Regions from separate parts of the Canis lupus genome. Here region 1 is linked to region 2. The links are chromatin contacts, called in public Hi-C maps. All regions are on one chromosome and are shown on one strand. Each heading gives the region's core, a stretch centred on a gene start, on an enhancer-like site or on the middle of the called end of the contact. The rest is flanking DNA. Distances are from core to core; before and after follow the strand shown.

Region 1 (5,351 bases), core at 2,328-4,827, 130 kb after region 2:
CCTGACGCAGTGACTATCTGGCCCTTTACAGGAAAGCTTGCCGAGCCTTCATGTCCAACAAATGCCTTGCAAAGATCATGCAAGGGCCATCGCGTCCCAGCCTGGAATAGCAGGCCCTCATGGCCCTGCCCCCTCGACTGGCCAATTGCACACTACAGTGTCTGTTGCTTGTAGCGTCCAAATTTTGTATCATTCCTCTTCTTCATTGCAAGCAACAGTGACTGGCTGACTTCCGCAGAACAGGAATTCAGTAACAGGAAATCAGGTGGGGCAAGGCTGGGAGGTAGGCAGCCAAGTCCCTGTTGATTGCCTCACATTCTTCCACAGAACAGTTTGGTAAGGAATCCACCGCCGGCGCTGCAAGGTGGTCCTTCGTGCTGGGAACTTGATCTTGTGCAGCCCATTGCTCCGACGGAAGGCAACAGTCCATGCCATCCCTACTCCTTCGGAGGCCGAGCCTGGCAAGGTGCATCCATCCGATGGGCAAAGCCTGGGTCATGTGACCACGCCCTCGCTGCAAGGGAGGCTGGCAACTAGTTAGTGGGCATTTTCAGCGTTGGTGGTGGGAGGTAAGGTTGCAACCTGCCAAGACTCAGGAGGAAGGGATTTCCCCAACAGAGGACGGAAGTTCAAGTGCTGGGCAGTCGAACCCAATGACAACTGCCGGCTACATCCTATCAGAATCCCATTCCCTGCTAACCCACAGCTGAGCTCATGCTTCCCAGCTTTACTGACCCATCTCTCGCCTGTTACTCTGCTTACAGGCACTGATAGCCTGCACTATTATTTACTGGACATTTTTCTTTAAAAAACTATTTCTTTACAGAAATACGTTTATTCAGAGGGAAACTCTAAGGTAAGTTGAAAATCGGCATCGGGTGTCCTAAGTGACCTAGATACGATTTAAAACAAGAATGCGTTTAAGAGTTTAGTACAAACTGTCGTCCAGTGGAGGTTTTGACCTGAGGACTGGTCCTTCCCCAAGAAAGGAGGCTAGGAAAAGACGGGAAGGTGTTAATATATGATCAGGACCATAGCTGCCTGATGTAATCAGAAAGCTAACAAGAGAACAGAGAAGGCAGTGGCCTCCCTCCGTGGGGGTGTCTGCAGGTGCTACCTAGATTCGTTGGGTACCACTTGGGGTATTTGCCTCATAACAGCAGTATAAAAAAAGCATAAGCCAAAGTCCTCGCTGGCTGAAGGGGATTCACACAGGCCTGCGGCTCCTCCCTACCGCACTGCCTGAGCCTGCTCTTTCTGAACCTCTTTCAAGCTGGCCTAGTAATACATCCCAATCCAATGGGAGATGAGACATAGGCATTTGGGTTTAGCCACACCTGGGTGTGTAATCAGATGCTGCCAGCCTCCACGGAAGCCCGTGTGCCCCGTACTCTCACCCCCCTTGCCCACAAGCCCCACTCGAGCTTCTGGAGCGGCAGTGACCCAGGAGGGCCTTGTGTGATTCCGCACGGCCGGCAGGAGCGGCTGCTCTGCCAGGGGTCTGGAGTGCACTAATTACAGAGCGTGTCTGGCTTTTTAAGGAGCTGAGGTTTCTGACTCATTGCCCCCGGGGAGCAGGAGCTAGGATTTGGCTTTTCTGATCACTGCATTTCTTGCTCCCACCCAAGGCCATGGCCTAGGACTTCTGCAACCAACCAAACCCTGCCTGGGAGGCCAGGCTGGGCCACGTGAAGGAACATGAAGTACATATTGATATGCGTGTCCTGGTGTTTACCTCCAAATGTAAAATTAAAACTCCTCTGACTTATGTACATCCGTCTGACCCCTTTAAAGGATGGTTTGCCAACGGTGACCATCTGAAGAACCTGGAAGTCACTTCATGGACCCCAGAAGTAGACAGGCCCAGGTTCCAGTCCAACTCAGCAGTTAGTCACGGAGAGGCCTTGCCCAGCTATTAGACTCTGCAGACCTCATGGCCTAATCTGCAAAATGGGGTAATGCTTGGTCCCTCTGGTCTCCCGTTCTGCTGATTCGTGTTGAGCACCTACTGGGCACCACACACTGGGGCAGGCATGGAGACTCAGGGATGTACCAGACATCCCATGCGCTCATGGAGCTTTCATTGCAGCGGGGAGCAGACGACAAGCAAGGTGAACAAAACTACAAATTGGAGTGCAATCTGTGGACATGGAAATGGTGTGACAGGAAGATAGCAACTCAGGGCAGGTGAGGACTTGTTGCTAACATGACGTTGATGCCAAGACCTGTGTTAGAAGAGCTGAGGGCAGATGGGATGGGGCCATAGGACCAGCTGTTTCACAGGGTTGTGGGCATTCAGGGCACATGCAAGACAATGTGGCACCATGCGGAGGATGCTAAGTACCCGCAGAGACACCCAGAAAGAACTCTGGTTTGCACAACACCTTCACATGAATTGTATCATTACATTTGATTCTCGTCCCGTCAGGTAGAGAGGCCTCAATTGATTGGTGGGCGAGTGACAAGAGGAGCAGGGAAGTACAGCAAGGAGACTAAGCCATTTCCATTGGTCTCTCTTCTTCCCAGAGCCACCTCCTTTGACGGATGGTGGACACCTGCAAGATGGGAGTGGATGTGCTAGCTACAGCTGCATAACAAGCAGCCACAATGCACGCTGGCACACACCAGCGAGTGTTCATTGTTCACAGGTCCAGGCTCAGCTGGGGGTTGGCTGGGCAGCTCTGCTGGCTCTGGCTGGACGTGCCCTCAAGTCTGGGGGTTGGCTGATGAGGACTGGCCTTGGGGTATTTGCCTCATAACAGCAGTATAAAAAAAGCATAAGCCAAAGTCCTCGCTGGCTGAAGGGGATTCACACAGGCCTGCGGCTCCTCCCGCAGATGGCTGGGGCACTCAACTTGTCCTAGAGATCCCTCGTCCTGGATCAGACTGACCCAGGCATAGACTCACAGTGATGGGGGAGATGCAGGAGAGCAAGCAGAAACATATACGTTCTCTTAGGCTTGGGACTGGGATACCACTTCCGCTGCCTTTTCTTGGCCAAGCCGGCTACAGATCTCTCCTAGGTGCAAGGGAGGGGAAACCGACACCCTCCTTCAGTGACAGGACCACACAGTCACCTCGGGGGATGGGGGTGAGAAGGTGAGGGCGGGAGGGAGCCACGTATTGAGGCCGTTAATGCAATCCGTTAGTGCAGACTTCAGGGCCATAAAATAGAGAAAGGTGTGTGTGTGTGTGTGTGTGCAATGGAACCATCTAGAACACACACCATTTAGGGAATCCTCACGAAAATGCAGATTCCAGACCTGTTACATCTCAAAGGGACTGACCCAGGATCTGAATTTTAGGACTTTCAGGTTCTTCAGATGGTCACTGTTGGCAAACCATCCTTTTAAGGGGTCAGACCGATGTACATAAGTCAGAGGAGTTTTAATTTTACATTTGGAGGTAAACACCAGGACACGCATATCATTATGTACTCCACCCCTCCAAAAAATATGTATCCAAAAATTATCCAGCACCCCAGGCACTTGCTCCGTGGACTCCGGGAGGCTAAGTGGCCAGAAAGTGGACGAGCGGGTGACACTATCACCCCCTAGGGGTGCAGTGTGGCCACACAACATAGCAACGAAGCTCCTCCTCCCCATAGCGAAGCTAAGGTTCTTTCACATACAGTTTAGCCAAGCCCAACACAGCTGACAAAGCTGACGCGAGTTGATCCCTATTACCATGCAGTTCGATCCATCCGACCGGAGCATTGCTTTGTACCGATTTTCATTAGCTTAATTAGTTAATGTTTAGCCGTGCGACCTCTGTACTCTTGTTGACAGTTGGTAGAGTATTACAGCCTCGAGACAGATTTGCAGTTTACAGCCGAGAGTCAGTACAGAAGTTACCTTTTTTTTTTTTTTTAAGGGAAGGAAAGACCATCGTAGCTGCTGGTCTCTGCCTCACTACTATTGCCTTTTTTTTTCCCCCAAAGATTTTATTTATTTATTCATGAGAGATACACACATAGAGAGAGAGGGAGAGACACAGGCAGAGGGAGAAGCAGGCTCCATGCAGGGAGCCTGATGCAGGACTCGATCCCGGGACCCCGGGATCATGCCCTAGGGCAAAGGCAGATGCTCCACCACTGAGCCATCCAGGCACCCCCAGAAGTTACCATCCTTCCATGAGACGAGAGTATCTTCAGCACAAAACTACTTTGAAGCCGTTTTAAATACTTACATTATGGGGGAGCCCTGGTGGCTCAGCGGTTTAGCGCCGCCTTCAGCTGGGGTGTGATACTGGAGACCTGGGATCAAGTCCCACGTCGGGCTCCCTGCATGGGGCCTGCTTCTCCCTCTGCCTGTGTCTCTGCCTCTCTCTCCTTCTGTGTCTCTCATGAATAAATAAATAAAATCTTAAAAATAAATAAATAAGTAAATACTTACATTATGAAAAGCACCTGTCAATGTGTCCTTTCAAAATTCATCCTTGTAAGAGCTCCCGAGTCCATACTGAAGCTTCTCAGCGTTGGCGCAATGGACTTTGGGGACCAGATCATGCTCTGTTGTGGGGACTGCCTTCTGTGTACCTGGCACTCAGCGGCAGCCCTGGCTTCCCCCGATCAGATGCCAGTAGACACCCCCCCCAACCACCCACAAATTGTGGCAGCAAGAAAAGTCCCCTGGGGAGCGGAAGCCAAACTGCCGCCAGTTGGGAGCCCCTGCTGTAGGGTTTTAAATACCAGGAAATAGGGTGCCTGGCAATCCTGGGGACGCTGCCAGGGCGAGGACACTGCTAGAAACTGCTCTGACGGTGGCTAGCCCCATGCAGCTCACACCGTCGCGGGAGAATAGGGCAGAGCCAATGACGGCCTTGCCCCACTGTGGCCCTGGGCTTGTCTGAACACATGGGAGGACAGCATGGGATGTTCCTGGTCCCCAAGCTCAAACTGCAAATTTGCTCAATATTTGTCATCCAGTGGAACAAACAGAGGCGGGAGGAGCCAGGAGGAAATTGCTCCTCCGTGTTTGCAGAGGGATAATAGCGTCATTTCACCAGGAGCTTGGACACAGGCGAGGAAAGAGAGGGGTGACCTGCCCTTGGCACAGGGTCACCTTCAATAACAGATTTTTTTTTCTTTTCCCCCAGAAGGAGAAGTTAAGTTGCCAGGATGTGCTGCTGCCTCGGCCAGAAGGGAATGGTGGCTGAGTGAGCTGCGGGAGCCAGAGCCCGGCCAGAAGGCCGGCCGCCTTCCTTGTCTGACCCCGAGTGGTGACGGGGGACAGGAGTGTTAACAGGGGCCACTATGCCTCTATGCTCTTAGCTTTTTTTTTTTTAAGTTTTATTTTATTTTTTTAAAAAAGATTTTATTTATTTGAGAGAGAGAGAGAGACCAAGAGCAG
Region 2 (5,550 bases), core at 2,956-5,455:
TCCAGGAGTGTTTCCATGTATACAACTACACATATATTTGCACAAGTGGCATTGTAGCATGTAAACTGTCCTGTATCTTGCTTTTCTTTACTTATATCTTAGAAATCCATTCTTATCAGCAACTACAAGTCCATCTTCTTTTTATGCTACAGCATAAAAAGATGGCTTTTATTTAGCCATCCCCTACCGGGGGACCTCAGTTAATTCTGCCTTTTTTCGCTGCTACAATCAACACAGCTGTGAATAATACATGGATATATGAACATGCATTTAACACTCACAAAGGCATGTATCGGTAGGGAAATTTCCAGAAAGATTGCTGGATTATTAGACACCAGCCAAGGGTATCCCAAAAGATACCCTCTTAAATTCAAAGGGGAGTGGGGAACACTTTATGGTAAAATGCAGGTTTTGTTCTTGAATGATGCAATCTGACAGAGATGCTGAATTGAAAGCAGCTTCTTTCTGGATTTTCTGTTTCCTCCACGTGTGTCCCTATTTTGTCATTTTTCTAAGCACTGCTTGGAACCACCTCCAGTCCCCAATTTTGGCTGCCAAGCAGGTGCAGGTCAAGATCCCTGCCTACCCACAGGGGGCACCCAAGGAATGCTTGATTTGATTTGATCGCAGCAGAAAGTTCCATGGGACAGCGCTGCTCCAGCCATCACCTAGATTCTTTTCTTCCCCAGACTATTGGGTTTCCCATTAAATTCACAGACATGAAGCTGTCCCCTTCACAGCCCGTGGAAGTCAGCAGTGATCTCATAACAGCGGGATCCAGGCAGAGATTGTGGTAGTCAGTGCTGGGTGTGGGTGTCTGCCTTTTGGGAGGCAGAGCTGGCTGACGATGGGGAGCCCCACTGAGGGAGGGGGGTCACTCAAATGTCCATGTTCCCAGCTCCCCAGCCTCTCCCCATCCACCTCCTACAGAGATTCCAGAAAGAGAATGCGTTTTCCATCCACATGTCTTAAAAGAGACTGAGGGAGGAATCCCTGGGTGGCTCAGCAGTTGAGCATCTGCCTTCAGCCCAGGGCATGATCCTGGAGTCCGGGGATCAAGTCTCACATCGGGTTCCCTGCATGGAGCCTGCTTCTCCCTCTGCCTGTGTCTCTGTCTCTGTGTGTGTGTGTGTCTCTCATGAATAAATAAATAAAATCTTTTAAAAAAATGGGAGACTGAAAAATAAATAAATAAAACATGGTGGATGAGAGGTCTCTAATCAGTGACTACCTACCGTATTTAACAGCCCAAGTAGATAATTGTATTAACACCCCTGCCCTGTATACAACAGTATTTTGGGAAATAGTTTTGTTCCTGGTTGGTTTTGATATAGCTGACAAATACAGAGATAGCATTGCAGTTTTAAAGCACTGCATTCAGAAAAGATTTCATGTACGAACTAAAAATGTCCACTTTCCAAATAAAAATATTATACCTTGAAGGTCACTCTCTGCTTCACTGTTGTACATTCTGGGCATGAGTGGTCACACAGAATGACAGATGGAAGTAACCAAGTTCTGGTTTCTTTCCATCTTGGTTCCCCTTGTGTGTATCAAGCCTACTGTCTGCACAAGGGGTTGGAGATGAAAATTGTATCCAGAGAGAGCGCCACCGATTCCCAGCCATTAGGAACTGACTCTCAAATCAGAGTGTCGGGAGCCTGCATGTGTCGGGGCTGACTGCATAGCTAGGGGTTCTTTGTTTTGGTTGTTTTTAAGATTTTATTTATTTATTCATGAGAGACACAGAGAGAGGCAGAGACACAGGCAGAGGAAGAAGCAGGTTCCCAGCGGGAAGCCTGATTCGGGACTCGATCCCGGGACCCTGGGATCGCGACCTGAGCTGAAGGCAGACGCTCAGCCTCTGAGCCACCCAGGTGCCCTCTAGGGGTTCCCTGATTTAACTTCTACGTATACTGTTTAATAGAGAATAAGCAAGAAAAACATGCTAATTTGAAACTTTATTAGAACTCAACAATATCTTAAACAGAATTATCACAGGACCCAGCAGTTCCCTCTCCTTGATACTCCTTGATATATATTCAAGAGGATTGAAAACTTGTATAGGAATATTCATAGCAGCATTTTTCATAATGTCCAAAGGTCCATCTACGGCTGAATGGATAAACATGAGCGATCCATCATATTATTCAGCTACAAAAAGAAATAAAGTCCTGAGATCTGCTACAACATGGCTGAAACTTGGAAATGCCACTGCCCCACTGCGGCGAGGTAAAAAGTAAAAAGTAAAAGTAAGGCCTCTACTCCAAAGGCCTTACTTTCAGTATTTTCATTGCTAAATGTTTAGAACTTGATTCCTTGAGCCTCTTGAACTGTGCTGTCAGGCTTACCATTCCTTTTTCATTTGAGCTATAGCCTACTCTTCTTTCTACTCTCATTTAACGGCTTCTGAAGTTCTGTTGCTTCATCCATCCACCCATCCACTCATCCATCCATTTTTTTTTCATTCATTCCACAAACCCAAATTGGGCACTGACTATGTTCCAGGTGTTCTACTGAGTGCCGTGGATGCGATGACAAGGACAATCCCAAACAAGGTCCTTTCCCTCGTAGAACTGATTTCAGAGTCTCACTATTATTCCAAGTGTGGTCCCTGGACCAGCCTCAGCTGGGGACTTGAAAGAAGACAGCATCTCAAGCCCTGTCCCAGCCCAACTCAGCCAGATTCTGCTTGCATGTGCTTGTATATGCATGGGTGATCTCTGGAAAAATATACAAATTCTGATTAATAGTAGTTATATCTAGGAAGACTGAAAATAACTAGAGGTAGTGGGAGGGAGAAACCCAAATTTTACTTTATACCCTTAAGTATTAGTCACATTGTTATTTTTAGACATGAACCTTTAGTGCTTAAAACATACGCCGAGTCTTTTTGGTCCCTTTCTTGACAGCTCTGGATGTGCAAGCACTTCCTGTGTGTGGTGTCTCATCTTAAAGGATCTTACAAAGTAAAGTGTTGTGGGTGTGGAGGGGGTGCAGAGCCCACCCTGCAAGATGAGTGCAGAGCCCACCCTTTTGTTCTAGGTTCACTGTGGAAATTCAATGAGTATATGTAAAGCATCAGATATGCAGAAGGGGCTTGGTCATCTCTCTCTGCCTTGGTCCTCTGTAACCCCTGGTTTCAATTGTAATTAGGGCGAAAGTTCCCCTTGACCATCACACCTCCCTAACAAGGACCACTTATTTGCAGGTTAGGTTCTGCTTTTTCCCATATCGGAAGGGGGGAAGGCCCCACCGGTCAAGCACCCCTCTGGTTCTCTGCCTTGGGATCTCGTTGCCACTCCCACCAGCCCAAGAAGGGAGTAAGTTTCTTGATGGATAAAAACATTGGTATAGAGTAGAGGATTGAATATGCTTTCTGGCACAATAAAACTCTTGATTCTAGATGCCCATTCATTGATTCATTCATTTATTCATCGGCGTGCTGGGTGCTGGGGCTTGGTGGGTGAGCTATGAGGTCTCTGCCTCACAATCTCTCCCCTTGCTGCCCTTCTTGAGTTAAAGTTATTGAAGTATGACTTATGTACAGTAAAATTCACCCTTTTCAGTGAATAGCTCTGTGGGTTTTGACAAACACAAACAGCTGTGTAACTCCCAACACAGACAAGACATGGGATAGTACTGTCATTGCCCCCACGTTTTCCCATGCTTCTTTGCTCCCTTGTGGTCAGTCTTCCTGCCCCACTACCCCCAGCCCCCAGTTGCCCCTGATCTGTCCTCTGTCCATATGAATCCACGTCTCCAGAATGCCATCTATTAGATGGAGCCATACAGGTTGTGTGGCCTTTTGAGTCTAGCCGCTTCCACTTGGCTTAATACATTTGTGATTCCTTTTTTACTGCTGAGTAGTGCTCCACACTACAGATGCTCCACTCTGCTGCCATCTTGAGGACAAAGGGGGAAGGAAGACAACTAACCACCAGATGGCCTCTGAGCTGACATTCTATTTTCTCCCATAGGCAGCGTTAGGTGTGAAAGGTGTGAAAGGCAGATTTGATTATTACCGCAGAATAGATAAATGCCATTTCTTGCACCTCCAATTCCGTGGCTTGAGAAGCCCCTATTCACTTTGTTTCTTGCATGTGTTTTGACTGGGACAATATGGCCTAGTGGGCCTGAAATGAGCAAAAGCCCCATGAGAGCCCCGCTCCCCTGGGGCTTTATGACAACAGTGCTGAGTCATAGAGGTCCTGCCCATCTCTAAGAGAAGATCCTTCCCCTTCCTCGGTGCCTTGTCCCCTCAGAGTTTTGCCCTAGTGTGGCTGATGGGGCAGGATGGAGTTTCTTGGAACCACTCAAACCGCCAATTACTGTGGCCCCAAGAAAGGCTGTGGCTTCAGTACGCTGCCCCCGGCTGTGCCAGCCCCAGAGATCCAGGAATGTTACCAGCCCTATTACCTGCCTGGGTACCGCTGCCTCAACTCCTGGAGACCCAGCCTCCTCTACAAGATCTCCAATGCCCAGACCTGCGTGGATGAGGGAGCCACGTGCCGCAGCACCCTGCGGCCACCCACCATCCTGCCCGCGCTGCGCTCTGCGCTCTTCTGCCGCTACAACCCCCACGACTGGGACCAGTCCAATGAGCTGCAGATGCGCGGGGCCGAGGCCTCTCGGCTATGGGCCAGCCGGCTGACGGGCGACTCCATGCGGCTCATGCAGGACAAGGACCAGCTGACGCGCCAGATGCAGGAGGGCACCAGCCGGAACCTGGGCCAGAGGCTGTCGGACATTGGCTTCTGGAAGTCTGAGCTGTGCTACGAGCTGGAGAGGCTTCTGAACGAGAGCTACAGCTTGGAGACAGTCAAGAGGCGGCTGGAGTGTGCGGCCGAGGAGCTCAACTGTCCACTGCAGGTGAGTGCGGGGGTGGGGGGCGGGGGGGGGGCAAGGCAGCCTCTGGGATGCAGCCCTGTGCGATCAGCTCCTCTTGGGTGAAGGCCACAGGCACTTTGCAGGTCAGTTTGAGCTGCATTATCTTCTGCGATCCCTTTCTACAGTCCAGGATCATCCCAGTCAAATCAGGGTTCCTCAGGCTGAATCGGATTTCCTTTTCCCCTTGGGATTACATCGGAACTGCAGAGGTTTTATCCAGTCATCCCGTGTGTGTGCGCACGCGTACGTGTGTGTGCGTGCACTCATGCGCACAGGGTGGTCTTTAAAGGATATACTTAAAATAATTGCTGTATTTTGCCCCATACCTGTGAACACCTTCTAACATACTCTATCACTTGCGCCATATATTTATTTATTTTTTGCTCCCCGAGCTAGAATCTAAGTGCCACGAGGGCAGGGATTCTTGTCTGCCCTGTCACCGGCGTGTTCCAGACGGATCCTCAGCTGTGCTGGGCAGCACGTCTGTGCTGGTCCTCCGTGAGCAGTGTCTATGCGGACGGCAGTCATCTGGGCCGGTGTTCTGAATATATTCCCAGCCTAGCACAGTGCGTGGCACATAGTAGGCACTCTGTGTGTGTTGAGTAAATGAATAAATACCTGGATGGGAGTGTTCCCGACACTTCTGATCTCCAATCACAT

What was found. Hi-C and Micro-C count contacts between places; a contact is called where the count stands out from the background.
Region 1: a contact with region 2 is called in a Hi-C map of blood, with 4 times the contacts expected there. The contact joins the enhancer-like site here to the promoter of TEKT5 in region 2. A contact is called at or near these places in 5 of 9 Hi-C or Micro-C datasets (amygdala, blood, liver and 1 more).

Annotation. Positions count from the first base shown.
Region 1 is chr6:32,359,739-32,365,089 of UU_Cfam_GSD_1.0, forward strand. No RefSeq gene overlaps it. Among named protein-coding and RNA genes, the nearest start is that of EMP2, 41 kb to the left of the region's middle. Within about 2 kb of position 3,578, at least 7 of the 20 cell types and tissues checked have an H3K27ac peak or open chromatin away from gene starts, as enhancers often do. A contact at or near this core is called in blood and liver, where this site is marked.
Region 2 is chr6:32,226,923-32,232,472 of UU_Cfam_GSD_1.0, forward strand. TEKT5 (tektin-5) reads left to right here and starts at 4,206. Exons shown (of 8, transcript XM_038540392.1): 1 at 4,206-4,872. The coding sequence starts at 4,297.